Regions from separate parts of the Mus musculus genome. Here region 1 is linked to region 2. Evidence: chromatin contacts called from public promoter capture Hi-C data. All regions are on one chromosome and are shown on one strand. The core of a region is the stretch at or near the end of the contact, and the rest is flanking DNA. Distances in the headings are between cores, read along the strand shown.

Region 1 (6,662 bases), core at 1,097-3,596, 1.6 Mb before region 2:
GTGAAAACACCTGCTTTAACCCTCTCGTGAGAGCCCAATAGAAAAGGTACAAGGAAATAAGGAGCCAGGGGTGGGGGGCACAGGATGGTCTTGGGCACGGGCTGCCCAAGTCAGGAGGCTGGAACACAGTGGAACAGAACAATTCCCTCCCTAAGCTCCAAGCCCTCCTAGCACTTCTAAAAGCCATGAGGGTCACAAAGGGGCTGGAGAGGACTTCTGGGAGGGTCAGAAAGAGTTCTGTGTCGCCTTGGTGAAGGCTATCCATACTCTCCTACTTCTGTCGACACTCACTGGCTGGACGTAGAGGTATAAACCTTTAGTTTCAGCACTCAGGAGGCAGAGGCTCTGAGATCCTGGTGAGTTCCAGGACAGCCAAGGCTACAAAGCAAGTTCCAGGCCAGCGAGGGCTATCTAGTGAGACCCTGAACTGTTCCTTTTAACTGGTGAATTCTGTTATAGAGACCCTGAACTGTTCCTTTTAACTGGTGAATTCTGTTATAATCTGTCAATTTGCACACATACATGCTGTGTGGATACACATCCAGGTAGAAGCCCAAGGTTGATACATAGTGTCTTCCTCGAGCACTTGCCACCATGTATCTTGAGCCAGGGTCTGTCACCATACACCAAGAACCCTGCTTGGCTAGTCTGGCTAGCTAATTTACTCCAAGGATTCCATCTCTGTCTCCCCAAAGAGATTACAGCAAGTTACCAGGCCAACCTAGTTTTTTGTGGGTTAAGCTTGCACACAGGGCACAAATGCTCTGTTTCCCAGATCCCGCCCTGCTTCTTTTGAGACAAGGTCTTGTGTACAGAGACTGTCCTGGGACTTAGGTGCTGGAACCGCAGATGTGAGCTGCTACCCAGACCTCAGGCCCATTAAGGGCCCCATCTCGTATTTGTTATACCACCCAAGAGGTAGACACTAGGCAGCCTGAATGCACACACTCAGAGAAAATTGCCACGGCTCCCACAAAAGTGCTGGGCTCTCACCTGGAGGAACTCAAGTTTATAGAGCCATGTAAAAGATTAGTTCCACTCAATAAAAGACACTGTGAAATCCCCCTCAGCTTTTTTTTTTTTAATAAGATGTTGATTTAAGAACTCATAAATCCATTTTCTGTACTACAGTATTAAAAAAAAAAATAGTGGGGCAAGCCTGTAATCCCGGGACCTGGGCATTTGGCAGGATAAGTTCAAAGCCATCTGCCACACGGCAGAGTCCAGGCCAGCCAGGGCCACGTGAGACCCTCTCCCGAAAAAGCTGGAAATATGTCCTTCTTGTGCCCTCAGTCTGGCCCTGTCCTGGCAATGGCGGGCTGTCCTGTCTCTAGTGACAATCAGCCCCATCAAGGCTTGTCGTCAGACTGGCCCTCAAAAGGCCAACTGTTTCCCTTTATTGCAAAAGAGGAAAAGGTCTAAGTGTTGACATTCAAAACCTGGATTTCCCACTTAAGAAAAACAAATGGGGCTGGAGAGATGGCTCAGCAGTTAAGAGCACTGACTGCTCTTCCAGAGGTCATGAGTTCAAATCCCAGCAACCACATGGTGGCTCACAACCATCTGTAATGGAATCTGACGCCCACTTCTGGTATGTCTGAAGACAGCTACAGTGCACTTAGATATAATAATAAAATAAACCATTAAGTCGGAGCGAGCAGAGGTCCTGAATTCAAATTCCCAGCAACCACATGATGGATGGCTCACAACTATCAGTGCAGCTACAGTGTAGTCATAAACATAAAATAAATAAATAAACCTTTAAAGAAAGAAATCTCAGACCCTGAGGAGGGAGAGAGGGAGGGAGGGAGGGAGGAGGGTAGGTGAATGCGCTGGGCACTGTGGCATGAGCCTGTGAGCCCAGCACTGAGGAGGCAGAGACAGGTAGATCCCCAAGGGGCACTCGCCAGTCTAGCCACTTAATTCCAAGCAGTGAGAGAACCAGTCTCAATCAATCAATCAGTCATCAATCAATCAAATGCCTGAGAAACAAAGCCCAAGGCTGACCGTCCACACATCCAATCCACACACAAAAGAAAGAAAACGTTCCAGAAGGGCCCAAGTGTCTGAAGAACTCTGGCCGTACTGTGGCAGACTGGACAGTGTTCACCCAGGACACCCTGGCTGGCGCTGTCCCACTGGGCCGTTCTTGGAGAGTGGAGAGCTCACACTTGCGGGAGTTCTGGTGCCCTCGTTTCCGTTTGGTGTTGGCGCTGGAGAATAAACTTAGCCCTTGACCTCGCTAATGCTGACTGAGCTGAAATGAAGCCCCAGGCCAGGCCAGCTCAGGGGTTTCATTTCTCCATTAAATCCTCACACCGCAGCTGGGCACTGGGCACTGTGTGCTGTCTGCCAGTCACCCTTTGAATCCTTGGCACAGCCCAACAGAGGCAGGGATGGGGACGTGACAGGTCTCCAGCAAGCCAGGGCTCCTGAGCATGACCCTAGGGCCACCAAACTAAGAACTGGAACTGTAGTGCCACTAACCTCAGGGTGGCTTTAGGGAGCTCTGTGACTCACAGGACCTCTGCTATCAAGGTCTAGGTTGTGAATGTCCCTCTGCCACACCAGGTGGAGCAAATATGGAGAGGTGGACAGACAGTATGGACGGGAGTCATGGCTGTCTCGGACCCTGGTGTCCCAGTTTCATGACTCCTGGGACCATACATAACCTGGACCTAGGCTGGCTCTTTATGCTCAGCTGCCACACAATGACACTTACTGCAGGAGCTAAGCCATGTTTGTGTGAGTATATGGTATGGAGACACAGAAGTCTGAAGACTTCTTGTCTTCCCAGGTTATCCCCAGTGGGCAGCCCCCCACCCCGTTTTTCATTCCCAGCATGTAGTTGGGGGTACCCAGGCAGTATCTGCTTAGTGAAAATCCTATTTCCTCCTAGACCTTGAGTACTCGGAGAGGACAAGTGACTGGCAGATGTCACACAGCTGGTGAGCAGGGAAGCTAAGCTCAGAGTCCAGGCTGGCTTGCCACCAGCCCAGCTCTCACTGTTTCCTAGAGCTGGGGACCCGCTGGCTCCCGTAGCATTGCCTGGCTGACTCACCTTCCCGTCTGGCACGCTGCTGTAGCCACTGAAGTGCAGGGGCCCTGGCACAGTGGATCTGGGGGCCGCAGGGAGGTGGCGGTCCAGGCAGGTTGCCAGGCAGAGCGGCAGGCAGGCCCAGCAGCACAGGAAGACACAGACAGCAGAGAATGTCAAGATGCACAGTGTGAGGAGCAGAAGGCGGCCCTGAGGGAGACAGAGGTCACGTGCCTGCGGGGTACCTGCAAATAACACCCAGCCTCCCCATGGAGAACCTCTGCAGCTCCATTGGTGAGACCTACTTCAGGGATGAATCTAGAGACAAGTCCCCCAATTCCCCTCTTTCCAGGTCAGGACACTCAGTTGGGGTGAAGCTGCTCAGAGCCACACAGCAAGGGTGCAAATTTCAAATGGCAGAACCCAAACTCTTATCTAGAACCCAGATACACTATGCAGTCACCCCAGGCCACTGCTACCTCCACTACCCTATCCCCAGCTGACCCAGTGTGTCCCCTGGGCTGGCTGGGCAGTCCAGGAGGTGGAGGGGGACTTTGAGGAAAGCATCACTTAAGAAATGCGTTCAGAGGCTGGAGAGATGGATGGCTCAGTGGTTAAGGCACTGACTGCTCTTCCAGAGGTCCTGAGTTCAATTCCCAGCCACCAATCAAATTGTGGCTCACAACCATCTGTAATGGGATCCGATGCCCTCTTCTGGTATGTCTGAAGAGAGTGACAGTGTACTCACATACATAAAATAAATAAATAAATAAATCTTTTTTAAAAACACTTTCAAGGACTGGCTTGGTGGTAGTGGCACGCTTTCTGTGCTTGCAAAGGAGCCAGGTTCCAAGAGCCCAGGCAGGGCGCCACACAACCACCCACTATTTAGATAGGTAGATAAAATAGATTAGATAGCTATCTCCATCTAATCTAATAATAATCTAATAATCTAAATGTCTAATCTAATAATAAACATGGTAGCTCATTCCTTGCCCGAGGCAGTACTGTTACAAGTGTGAGGCCAACCTGGGCTACACAGTGAGTTCCAGGCTAGCCTGGACTACAGACCAAGACCCTGTTTCAAAAACTGAAACAAATAAACAGAAAATGCTTCCAACAGTTGGGATGCTTCCGCTCAGCCTCTCCCACTTCTAGAAGAAATACACCGAAAGCCACTTGAAGAAGCCCTCTGGGTCGGTCACCTGGGGGTGACCTCCTGCACACCCACTGAAAGCACCCAGCAAGGTGTCTACCACTGTGTGCTGGGCCATCCATCTCAGTACCTGTGACTCTCAGAACTCCAGTTTTCTAGGCCCAAAGTCATTCCAGAAGAAACACTAGGAGCTAGCCAGTGTACCCAGAAAGGCAGAGGTGTAGAACAGCCCCCAGCACATCCTGCCAGGGGCCCACCCTTCCTTGTCTGTCCATAAGCCACATCAGTTTCTAAAAATAAGTCTTCTCTGTGTGGCCAGCTGTCCAGGAGACCGGGTTCACAGCTCCTAAGGCCTCCGGCTCTACACAACAACTGGTCTGCTGCCCACAAGGGACCAGAGACCTTGACTTGGGCAGTGGTAATTAACCTCCCCACTCCAGCACTCAGGGGGCTCACTGGTAAAGACAGAAAGACCAGAGCGTCACACTCAGTCTCACACCTCCCTCCCAACTAAGTGACACCGGGTTACTTCCATTTCTAGGTGAGAAAAACAAACTGAAACCAAAAGGGGAAGACACCGGCCTGGGGTCACACAGCCCCAGGAGCAGGGGGCTGGCGCAGAAGCAACTACTAAGGGCTGTGGGAGGGACTCCATGCTAGAGCATGTGCTTAGCATGTGCCTGGCTCTGAGTTTCATCCCCCGACACCAAAAGGGGTTAGGGGATCACTGTAACTCCGGGTGTGGGAGGCGGCTGTAAAGCTCTACCCAGGTCACCCCCAAATCCCCAGGCAACTTTTTCTCTTCCCTGTCACTTACCGGGGCCTTCATGCTGTCTCTGCTCTTAGCAGTCTGGAGGCTGCTGTCTCCAGTGCTTGGGATGAGAAAGGCTGGAAGCTGGTCCCAGGATATGAGAGAAACTGAGGCAAGGGAAGAGACAAATCCAGATCAAGAAAAACGGGCCCAGGAACCAAAAGCCTTTAAGTCTCCAAGCATGTGACAACGTGTCCCATTCTAAAGGCCGTGAGTTCAGAGACCTTGCCAAACCAATTCCCATTGTGCAGATGGGGAAGGAGAGGCAAAGAGGAGACGCTCTCGGCTCAAGGTCATCCATTCGGTCGGAGGCAGGCAAAGAAAGCCAGGAGCCAGGAGAACATCGTTCCCATCCATCCCAACTCTCTACCGCGGGGTGATGGAGAGGCCTGGGGCGGGCAGGATGTGAGGTTTTCACCCGGCTAGCTTCCACCGTCCCCTCCCCAAGCTGGGCGCTAACCGAACGAGCGGATTGGAGTGCGCTGGGGGCTCAGGATGCGCTGCTCGGAGCTCCATGTCCAGTGCGCCGGGCCAGAGGGGCTGGAACCGGGCCCCGGGTAGGAGGCGGTGCTGCGGCCGCAGCTTCTGAAGCCTGAAGCTAGAGCAGCGCAGCCGGGGGCGTGGGAGGGGCCTCTGGGAGGGGCGGAGGCTTTGCGCTCAGGGGGCGGGGCCTGCGCAGCGCCGGCTAGCGGCGCGTGGATGTCTCAGAGACCTCCGGGCTGGGGGCGAGGTCTCGACGTCGAGGGCGGGGCCTGTCTAGTTTGTCTTCCCACTCTAGTCCTTGTGTGATTGGAAGGAAGACAGTAAGAGAGCCACCCGTGTGATGGCTACTGGCCGTGGAGAATTGAGGTTCTCCATTTCTGAAATTACCCGGGAAGTAACAGGGGATAGGAAATGAAGCAAAGGCTTCAAACTAAGCAGCCCTGAGTTTCAGGATAGTTGTTGGGTTGTCAGCTCAAATGATGTGAACTTGACTATGAATATCAGATAGGCAATGAAGAAACGTGTTTTTGAGACAGGACCCCACATTTTTCAGGCAGGCTTCAAACTCACCGAGATCCAGCTATCTCTGCTAGAGAATTGGGAGCTGGGATTAGTGGCTCAGGTTGTTTTGTTGTTGGTGGTTTGATTTGGTTTTAGGCTTTCAAGACAGGGTTTCTCTGTGTAGCCCTGGCTTGCCTGGAACTTGCTCTGTAGGCCTTGGACTCACAGAGATCAGCCTGCCTCTGCCTCCCAAGTACTGGAATTCAAGGTGTATGCCACCACTGCCCAGCAGGCTGTTTTTAAAACAGCCACTTTGTATTGGTTATGTCAATGCAGCCCATGCCTGAGGCAGGTCCCTCCCCCACACCCCACCTTTCTTTTCTGTTAAGTGGGAAAAATATCCCTGTCCCAGTGAGAAAGGGCAGAGACAGACAGCTCAGGGCACCACCAGAAAATCGTACTTCTGCTTGGTTCCTGTGGCCGTCCCCCTGCCTGTGATCCTCTGAGGATTCAGATGGAATCCCTCCCTTTCGGCTACTTTCTGACCTATCACATCAAGCGCATTCCTGCCTCAGGACCTTCCACTGGCTGCATTCTCTAGTCACTTTCCTAGTGGGACTCCTTATCTCTCAGCTCAAAGACCCTTGCCAACATGAACAGCACACTACAAGTTA
Region 2 (7,695 bases), core at 1,194-3,693:
TGCCTTCCCCAGCTCACTTCAAGAGGAGGGTGGCTGGAAATACCTACACCCTAGGTAGGATTTGGGCTCAGTTTTCCCAGGAAGATGCTTTAAGAGGTCTGTGTGTCTCCCCTTGATGGCTCAGTGTATACGAACCTGGCTGGGGTTTGTCTGGGGCTGGCTTAGGGTGACTGAGGCTCTGACTTCATTCTTTAGCATCTGCCCCACCGAACAACCAAATACAAATAAGGTGGGCTCGTTTGTCTGCTTTATTCTTGAGCCCGCTGCCCATGAGCTCATTGTTGCAGCCTGAACTGTGTTTATTATCATCATCATCATTTTAGTTTGGTTTGTTTTTAATTTTGTGTTTGTGTGTGCTTGTCATCATGTGTGTACACATGTCTGTCTCTAGTGATGTGCCTCAGGATCTGTCTACATTTTTTTGAGACAGGGTCTGTCATTGAGACCTGGGCCTGCCTACCAGGCAAGTCCCATGGCTTCTGTCTTTGCTTCCTCAGTACTCTTAGGGCTCTCCCTGGCTTCCTCTCAGGGGCGCTTGTAAGACAGGCACTTTACCCCACTAAGCTTTCTTCCCAGCCCTGGCCTGGAGCTCTTGCTCTGTCTCAGCAGGATCACAAATGAATGTCACCGTGTCCATCTCCAAATGCATTCGTAGAGTGTGTTGCTGGTCGGGAGAGCCTCGTCACCCCCTCCCAGGATGCCGAGCGAGCAAGTTCAGACTCCCTAAGGGAGCCTCTGATTGAGTCAGTGCTTTGCAGGCTGGACTGCAGAGGAAGGGCTGAGGTGATGGTGGGTTCCTGCCTCTCATCCAGAGGCTGTCATCACAGGATAGATGTGACATTGTGAGGACAGAGCTGGTGCCTGGCTGACACAAGGTCACAAACCTGGAGCGTTGGCATAGGACAGGGTTGGGCTGAGATCCCAGCCTGCCTCAGCCTAACTACGTTTTCTTAGGCAAGCGCTCTGTAGCTCAGGGTCCTCGTCTGTGGCATGGGTATGATGCTATCCACACAGGAAGTGCTTGTGAGGCCAAAGGTGTATGGGTGTGATGCTCATAGCACAGTGCTCCAGAAACACAGCCATTGTCCTGAGGGCCTGGGCTTGTTTAGCACTAGTGAGGCTCTGGGTAAATGCACACAAAAAACAAAGAAACCCAAAGCTGATAGCATTGTGTCGACGACTTCCCTGCCTCCCCTCCCTACCCCCCTGAGCTCTTAATTGTAGAAGGAATCATTTGTGCAATGCGTGGAAGCATTCACCTGTCAATAAAAACGCTGACTAGCCAATGAGCTGAGGCAGAACTAGAAGGTAGGACATCGGCAGAGATATAGAGTTGGAAGCATGGGAAATTGGCCCCAGACTGCAGATGGAGAGACACATGAAACTGAAGGAAAGAGAACTTGCCGGGTGACACTCACAGAATAGAATAATCAGGATTATTGAGATAAGAGCTAGTTGGGGAACAGAGCCAACACTCTGGGCTCCAGTATTTCTTCATTTATACTTGAGTCTCAGAGTCATTATTTCGGAGAACTTGGGTGTGGGTGTCGAAGCCCGCAGTTACACTGAAGGGCCCCCTTGTCCTTCAGGACCAGTTACAGATGTGGATCAGAGGCAACGTGAGCGCCTGTGCTCGCTCCATCTTCATCTTTGATGAGATGGACAAGATGCATGCCGGCCTCATCGACGCCATCAAGCCTTTCCTAGACTATTACGATGTGGTAGATGAGGTCTCCTATCAGAAAGCCATCTTCATCTTCCTCAGGTGAGGCTGTGGCTGGGACATGGTGGGACACCCTCGAGCTGGGGGCTTTGGGAAGAGGTGCAGTCCCTCCTCACTGCAATTGTTTCGGCAGCAATGCAGGGGCAGAGAGGATCACAGACGTGGCTCTGGATTTCTGGAAAAGTGGGAAGCAGAGGGAAGAAATCAAGCTCAGAGACATGGAGCCCGCCCTGGCCGTGTCGGTCTTCAATAACAAGAACAGTAAGTATGGCAGTCCACCCCCTAACCGTGCACCCCTACTGCTCCCCGGACCCGACGGAATCCTCGAGTGACCACTGTTAATGAGCTGCAGGAGGCTTTATAGATGAGTTGGTTAAGACAGGGTTTGCGCTACATTCCTTGTGGAGGAAGAGCAGGCAATTGAAGCAGAAGGCCACTGCAGATGGCTGCAGGAGGCAGTAACAGGGAAGGCCTCTCCCTTTGCAGTGTCTTCCCTCTGTCACAGACACTTGCCCTACCTTGTGGGGTAGGTAGATGCTGGCTGGCTGCTTCTTACCGAGGACACAGGCGGCAGGAGGATCTTGTACAGCACCAGGCAGCCAGTACTCAGAGCTTTTGACTCTCAGCTCAACTGCTTCTCTGGCTACTGTCATGCAGACCTTTGACCTTGAACCCTACAAGGCAGACAGCCACGAAGGTTACTCACTGGTTATCTCACCAGGTCGAAGGTTACTCACTGGTTATCTCACCAGGTCGTTGAGGTGACAAAAGGCTACAGGCCCCACTGGAAACATGCTCACCAAGAAATCCGCATTGAAGTTAGGTGACTAGCTAGCACAGTGCGTTCTGTTACTCTGTGCAGATGGAATATTGAGAAAAGACAAACCTTTTTGCTCTCTCTTGATGCTATAAAGGATGGCTGCACACAACAGGAAGAACAGATTGATGGGCAGCACTGTGTGTGTGTGGGCGTGCGTGGTGTGCTTGTGTGGTGAAGGCAGGAGGAGCTCCTGCGGGGCTGTAGCAGGGATAAGGGATAATTGAGAACTCTGTCATGGCTGGTAGACAGTAGTGCTGGGGTGGACAATGAGAGCAGTCTTGGGAGGAGGACACATTGGGCCACCTTGAAGGGAGACATTTGCTGAGGACACATATCTCAGTTGGCGGTATATGGGTGGTTTTGCTTTTATGTGGTTCACACTTTTGCTTTTATGTGGTTCACACTCAAACCCAGGGCCGTGCACACGCCAGCTAATTGCCCTACCACCAGCCCAGCTGGTATTTTTAAGCCGTGTGACCATTTGAAGTCACTGGTTCTGCTGAGCGCTTGTGCTCGGGGTCACCTCCCCAGCCAGGCAGATGCCCCCAGCTACACCCTTAGGGTTCTGGCGCAGAGGCACTGGTGACTGCTCCACAGTCGGTTTGCTCTTTGCTGTGGCCACAGGTCCTCCCCCAAGTACATCAGTGCAGAGCACCGTTCTGAGAAAACAGACCCTGGGCTCTCTGCACAGCTTGCATTGGGAGCCAGAGCACAAAGACTAATAGGCTAGGCAGGACACCAAGACATGTCACGGGCTCTTTAGGGCATCCTGCAGGTACTGAATCAAGTGTTTCCAGGACTGGACGGCTGAGCTATGCAGAACTAGACTTTTGTAGGGAAAATGTTGTCAGAATCCCGACCCTTGAGGTGCACAGCCTTGCTGGCACGCCTTATTACTCAGGGAAGTCTAGGTGTTGCTTCCGGAATGCTCTGCAGGGTTTAGGAACTGGCAGGCAGCAGCTGTGGATTCCTTAATTGCAGGTCCAGCTATGGAAGCTCTAGTTGGAGATTGGCTGGTGGAGTCTGTGGCTGGCTCTCCCTTACCTCTTTTTTTCGAACTTCTTCCAATCTGTCCACCAGCTTCTCACCACTGCCTGGGGCCCAGCACAGTGTGGTGCAAGTGGCCATCTAGTCTGCCTCCCATCTCAAAGGCACACAGGAGAGGCCTTTCCAAGCCCAGAGCTCTAAAGTGTCTGTTTTAAAGCTTTTTTGTGTGTTTCTCATTTTTGTATGCCTATGTATGTGTATGTCAGTATCCAGAGAAGGTTTTGCATCCCTGGACCCAGAGTTGCACGTGGTTGTGAGCAGCCTGAGGCGTACTGGGACCCAACTCAGGTCCTCTGCAGTGAGCAACAAGTGTTCATGTTGGTTTGTTTTCGTGTAACATGGTTTCTCTGTTTAGCCCTGGCTGTCCTGGAACTCACTCTGTAGACCAGGCTGGCCTTGAACTCAGATCCACCTGCCTCTGCCTCAGGAGTGCTGGCATTAGAGGTGTGCACTGTTAAAGGCATTCTTAACTAATGAGCCCCAAAGGTGTCCCCTTATGTCACCCTGCCCTTGCTGTCCCTGCTGCATCCCAAGGCAGTACTCATGGGCAGTTCTCAGCTTGTCTCTCTTCCTCACTGTATGGAGATGGGTAGCATGGCCCCCAGTGAACACCTGGTAATTATCCTGTCTGGACCGATCATTGTTATGTGTCACCTTTCTGTCTTTCCCAGGTGGCTTCTGGCACAGCAGCCTCATTGACCGGAACCTCATAGATTATTTTGTCCCCTTCCTGCCCCTGGAGTACAAGCACCTGAAAATGTGCATCAGAGTGGAGATGCAGTCCCGAGGCTATGAAGTAGATGAGGACATCATCAGCAAGGTAGCGGAAGAGATGACGTTCTTCCCCAAGGAGGAGAAGGTCTTCTCTGACAAGGGCTGCAAGACTGTGTTCACCAAGCTGGACTACTACCTGGATGACTGAGGCCGGCTGCCAGGGCTGTGTCAGTCCGCTCCTCCCCAGAAGAGGCTTGGACACTTCCTGCTGAGGTTAGCGGGAGAATCCTGTTTCTGCTCCTCAGAGCCTGCAGGTGACCGCGCTGTAGGGACCACAGATGCAACATGGACCTGAAGCTCCTGGAGCCTCCAGAGATGAAAGCAGCTCCCAGCATTCTGGACTTGTGATTTTTTTAAAATTATGTTTTAATTTCAGGTGTTTCTGTTTTGAGGCAGAACAAGTAAGTTTTACTGCAAATGTGATAACGTTTTATTTAAAATGGTTTTTAATACTATAAGAAGCTTTCAGCGGTGGCTTTGTGTGTCTTTTGAAACTGTTGGATGACATTACCAGTATTTCTACTTCAGAAACCCAAGCCTGGACATCTGCTGCATGGATGGAATGGTTATCTCAGGAACAAGGGGCCTGAAGCAGCCCTGCCAGGGGCCATAGAGTGGTTAGGTGAGACTGGATCACAGATGTGCCTCTGTGCTCTTCTCTGGACTCCTTAGTAATAAGACAAGTGAGTTTTCCCGGCAGTGGTGGCGCACGCCTTTAATCCCAGCACTTGGGAGGCAGACAGGCGGATTTCTGAGACCAGCCTGGTCTACAGAGTGAGTTCCAGGACAGCCAGAGCTACACAGAGAAACCCTGTCTCGGAAAAAAAAAAAAAAAAAAAAAAAAAGAGAGAGAGAAACCCTGTCTCAAAAACAACAGAAAGCCCATTTGTCTTAATGACCCTGAGTGGTCGTCAGTTCCACTCCAGATGCCAGGCTTGACAGAGCTCTAGAGAGGCTTGTTTTATGCAGCACAAAGCGCCTGCTAAGGGGCAGGGCTCCTGTAGGTGTGGTTGTCATTCAAGGCCTTGACAGGGCTGGGTTTAGCAGGGAGAAAAGGGCCTGACGTCAAAACAAGGTCAACTGCCGGCAGGACCACACTCTGCCTCTGCTACCAGCCTGTTCAAGGCCCCTTTTCAGGCGGCCCAGGATTCCCAGTGATGGTTCCAAGTCCCCAGGAAACATGTCAGGTCTTACCACCCATCTGAAGATGGAGCCCAAGCACTGAGCCCTGACTGAGGAGCATGGCTTCCTGTCCTGCTGAGGCCTGTCTTTGTAGATGTGGCCGCATGGGACAGGTGGGCACTGTGTCAGGCTCCCAGACACCAACTAAGGAAGGGAGCAGCAGCATGTCAGTACGGAGGCTTACCCTTCCAGACTGCTCTGTCCTGTGGCAGCCATGTATCGGTACTGCCAAGAAGCGAGGTTAGCACAGTTACGCCGAGATCTGGCCAACAGACAGACCTAGAATCGGGTTCTCTTGTCAGTTCTGGGCAGGAAGATCCAGCAACTCGGTCTCTCAGCAGTGGCCAGGTATCAGACCGTGATAAAAGGCATCTCTGAGTAGGAAAAAATGACACCACAGCATCCAGAATACCACAAACTCCAAGGCACTGAGTGTGAGGGCCAAGAGTAGGGCACAGAGCCTGCGTCGAGTTCTGACCCAGACCCAGCAGTTGCGGATTGCTCACAGTTGGGGGGATGTTATGTGGTAGGAAAGCCTGACTCTGGTAGCTCCTATATCTTGCTACCCAGCCTGTCTAGCTGGCTCTGAGCTCCAGAGCCTGTTTGGAAGGTGGAGAAATAAGAAAGGTGCCCAAGTTGGCATATGTAGAGATGTGATTGCCTGCCCCTTGTGTATGTAAACACAGCACAGAAAAAGCCCTTACCTACCCGAGGAAGCTCTCCAGCACCAGATATTGCCTCGTCCTATGTGTGTGGGTAACAGCATTCAAAGCAAACATTGATTTCTGCGTGATGGGGTCAACCTGCACATGCAGGTGAGGAAGGCCGCGGGCCGCTCCAGAGCCTTGATTCTGAGCTCCGTGCACTACCACACAGACAAGGAAAAGCTCAGGAAAGTTACGTCTCGCAATGCTTTTATTATCTTGCGTCCATCTCTGTTCTCACAGGGAGGCTGGGGCAGGCCACACCAGGCCTTTCAAAGTTGGAGATCAGTAACAGCAGTCCAAAGGTGGCCAACACGTGTCCACGTATTACATCACTGTAAACAGAAAACCGGGAGCCCAACAGGTCACAAACAGTAACTCGGCTCCAGTCCAAGACTATGGCCTGAAAGTCACCCTCACCTTGGCACGTTTTGGTTTGCTTCCTGCTTTGAGACAGGGTCTCTCTGTACGTAGCTCAACTAACTTTAAACTCCTCTTCCGAAGTGCTAGGATTGCAGGCATGCACACCACTGGCCTGGCATTCCCTTGTGTAGCCTAGGCTTGCCTCAAACTTGAGACAGTCCTGCCATGGCCTCACAGGTTCTGGGACTAAAGGTGAGCACCACCACACCCAGCTCAGCGTGGCATTTCTAAGTGACAAGCTGTGATTCTCTTTAAGGCATTTCCGTGTTATAAAAATAGCCATTCTACCACATTGTATAAAAACATGGCAGAGTTTCCATGTCTGCAGCTGCATAGCAACTGTAGGACAGAATGGTTCACAAGGATAGGCTCACAGGCTCAGCTCCCTACAGTCAGAGCAGCCCAGATGCCACTCAAGGCGTCATCCTGAGATTACACCCAGAACCCACAAGCTGAGTTGTGCCAGTATAGTTCTACTCTCTACACAATTAACAATAAGACCCTTTTTTTTTTTCTTTTGAGTTTCATGTAACTCAGGCAGTTCTTAAACTCAAGCCAGCTGAGGAACCCTGAACCCTGATCTTCCTGCTGGGATCATGGGTATTGTGCCCCATATCCAGCAACGTTAAAAACCTGAGAATAAGCCTCATTCTATTTTATGTCCTTCCTAGGTCTTTATTTTTTGAAAAAGGGCTGTGTAGTCTTGGCTGTCCTGGAACCCACTAAGTAGACAAGGTTGGGTTCAAACTCCCAGAATCTACCTGCCTTTGCCTCAAGAGTGCTGGGATTAAAGGTGTGCCCCAGCACTTGTGGCACTTCCTAGGTTTTAAAATGCATGGCATCTTACATTTATTACCTAAGCTTTAGAAGTAAAAATATAAATTTTAAATATGTGCATGTCCTTTAAAAAAAAAAAAAACGGCATCTCTGGTGTACAGCAGACACACTCCTTCCCATGGGGTTTGGCCAGGTCAGCCCCAGCCTAGAGCTTCTCTTCCTATGCATGTTCTGCAAATCGGAGC

Evidence for each region. Promoter capture Hi-C pulls out the DNA fragments that hold promoters and counts their contacts.
Region 1: a contact with region 2 is called in a promoter capture Hi-C map of liver, with 4 times the contacts expected there. The contact joins two enhancer-like sites. A contact is called at or near these places in 1 of 39 promoter capture datasets (liver) and 1 of 9 other capture datasets (liver).

Annotation. Positions count from the first base shown.
Region 1 is chr2:32,586,030-32,592,691 of GRCm38.p6, reverse strand. It overlaps St6galnac4 (ST6 (alpha-N-acetyl-neuraminyl-2,3-beta-galactosyl-1,3)-N-acetylgalactosaminide alpha-2,6-sialyltransferase 4), which reads right to left and starts at 5,614. Exons shown (of 6, transcript NM_001276425.1): 1 at 5,465-5,614; 2 at 5,011-5,111; 3 at 3,062-3,247. The coding sequence starts at 5,022. Within about 2 kb of position 2,346, at least 13 of the 459 cell types and tissues checked have an H3K27ac peak or open chromatin away from gene starts, as enhancers often do. A contact at or near this core is called in liver, where this site is marked.
Region 2 is chr2:30,957,764-30,965,458 of GRCm38.p6, reverse strand. Tor1a (torsin family 1, member A (torsin A)) reads left to right here. Exons shown (of 5, transcript NM_144884.2): 3 at 1,590-1,765; 4 at 1,857-1,984; 5 at 4,262-4,898. The coding sequence ends at 4,512. Tor1b (torsin family 1, member B) reads right to left here. Exons shown (of 5, transcript NM_133673.3): 5 at 6,444-7,695. Among named protein-coding and RNA genes, the nearest start is that of Tor1a, 6.3 kb to the left of the region's middle. Within about 2 kb of position 2,443, at least 12 of the 459 cell types and tissues checked have an H3K27ac peak or open chromatin away from gene starts, as enhancers often do. A contact at or near this core is called in liver, where this site is marked.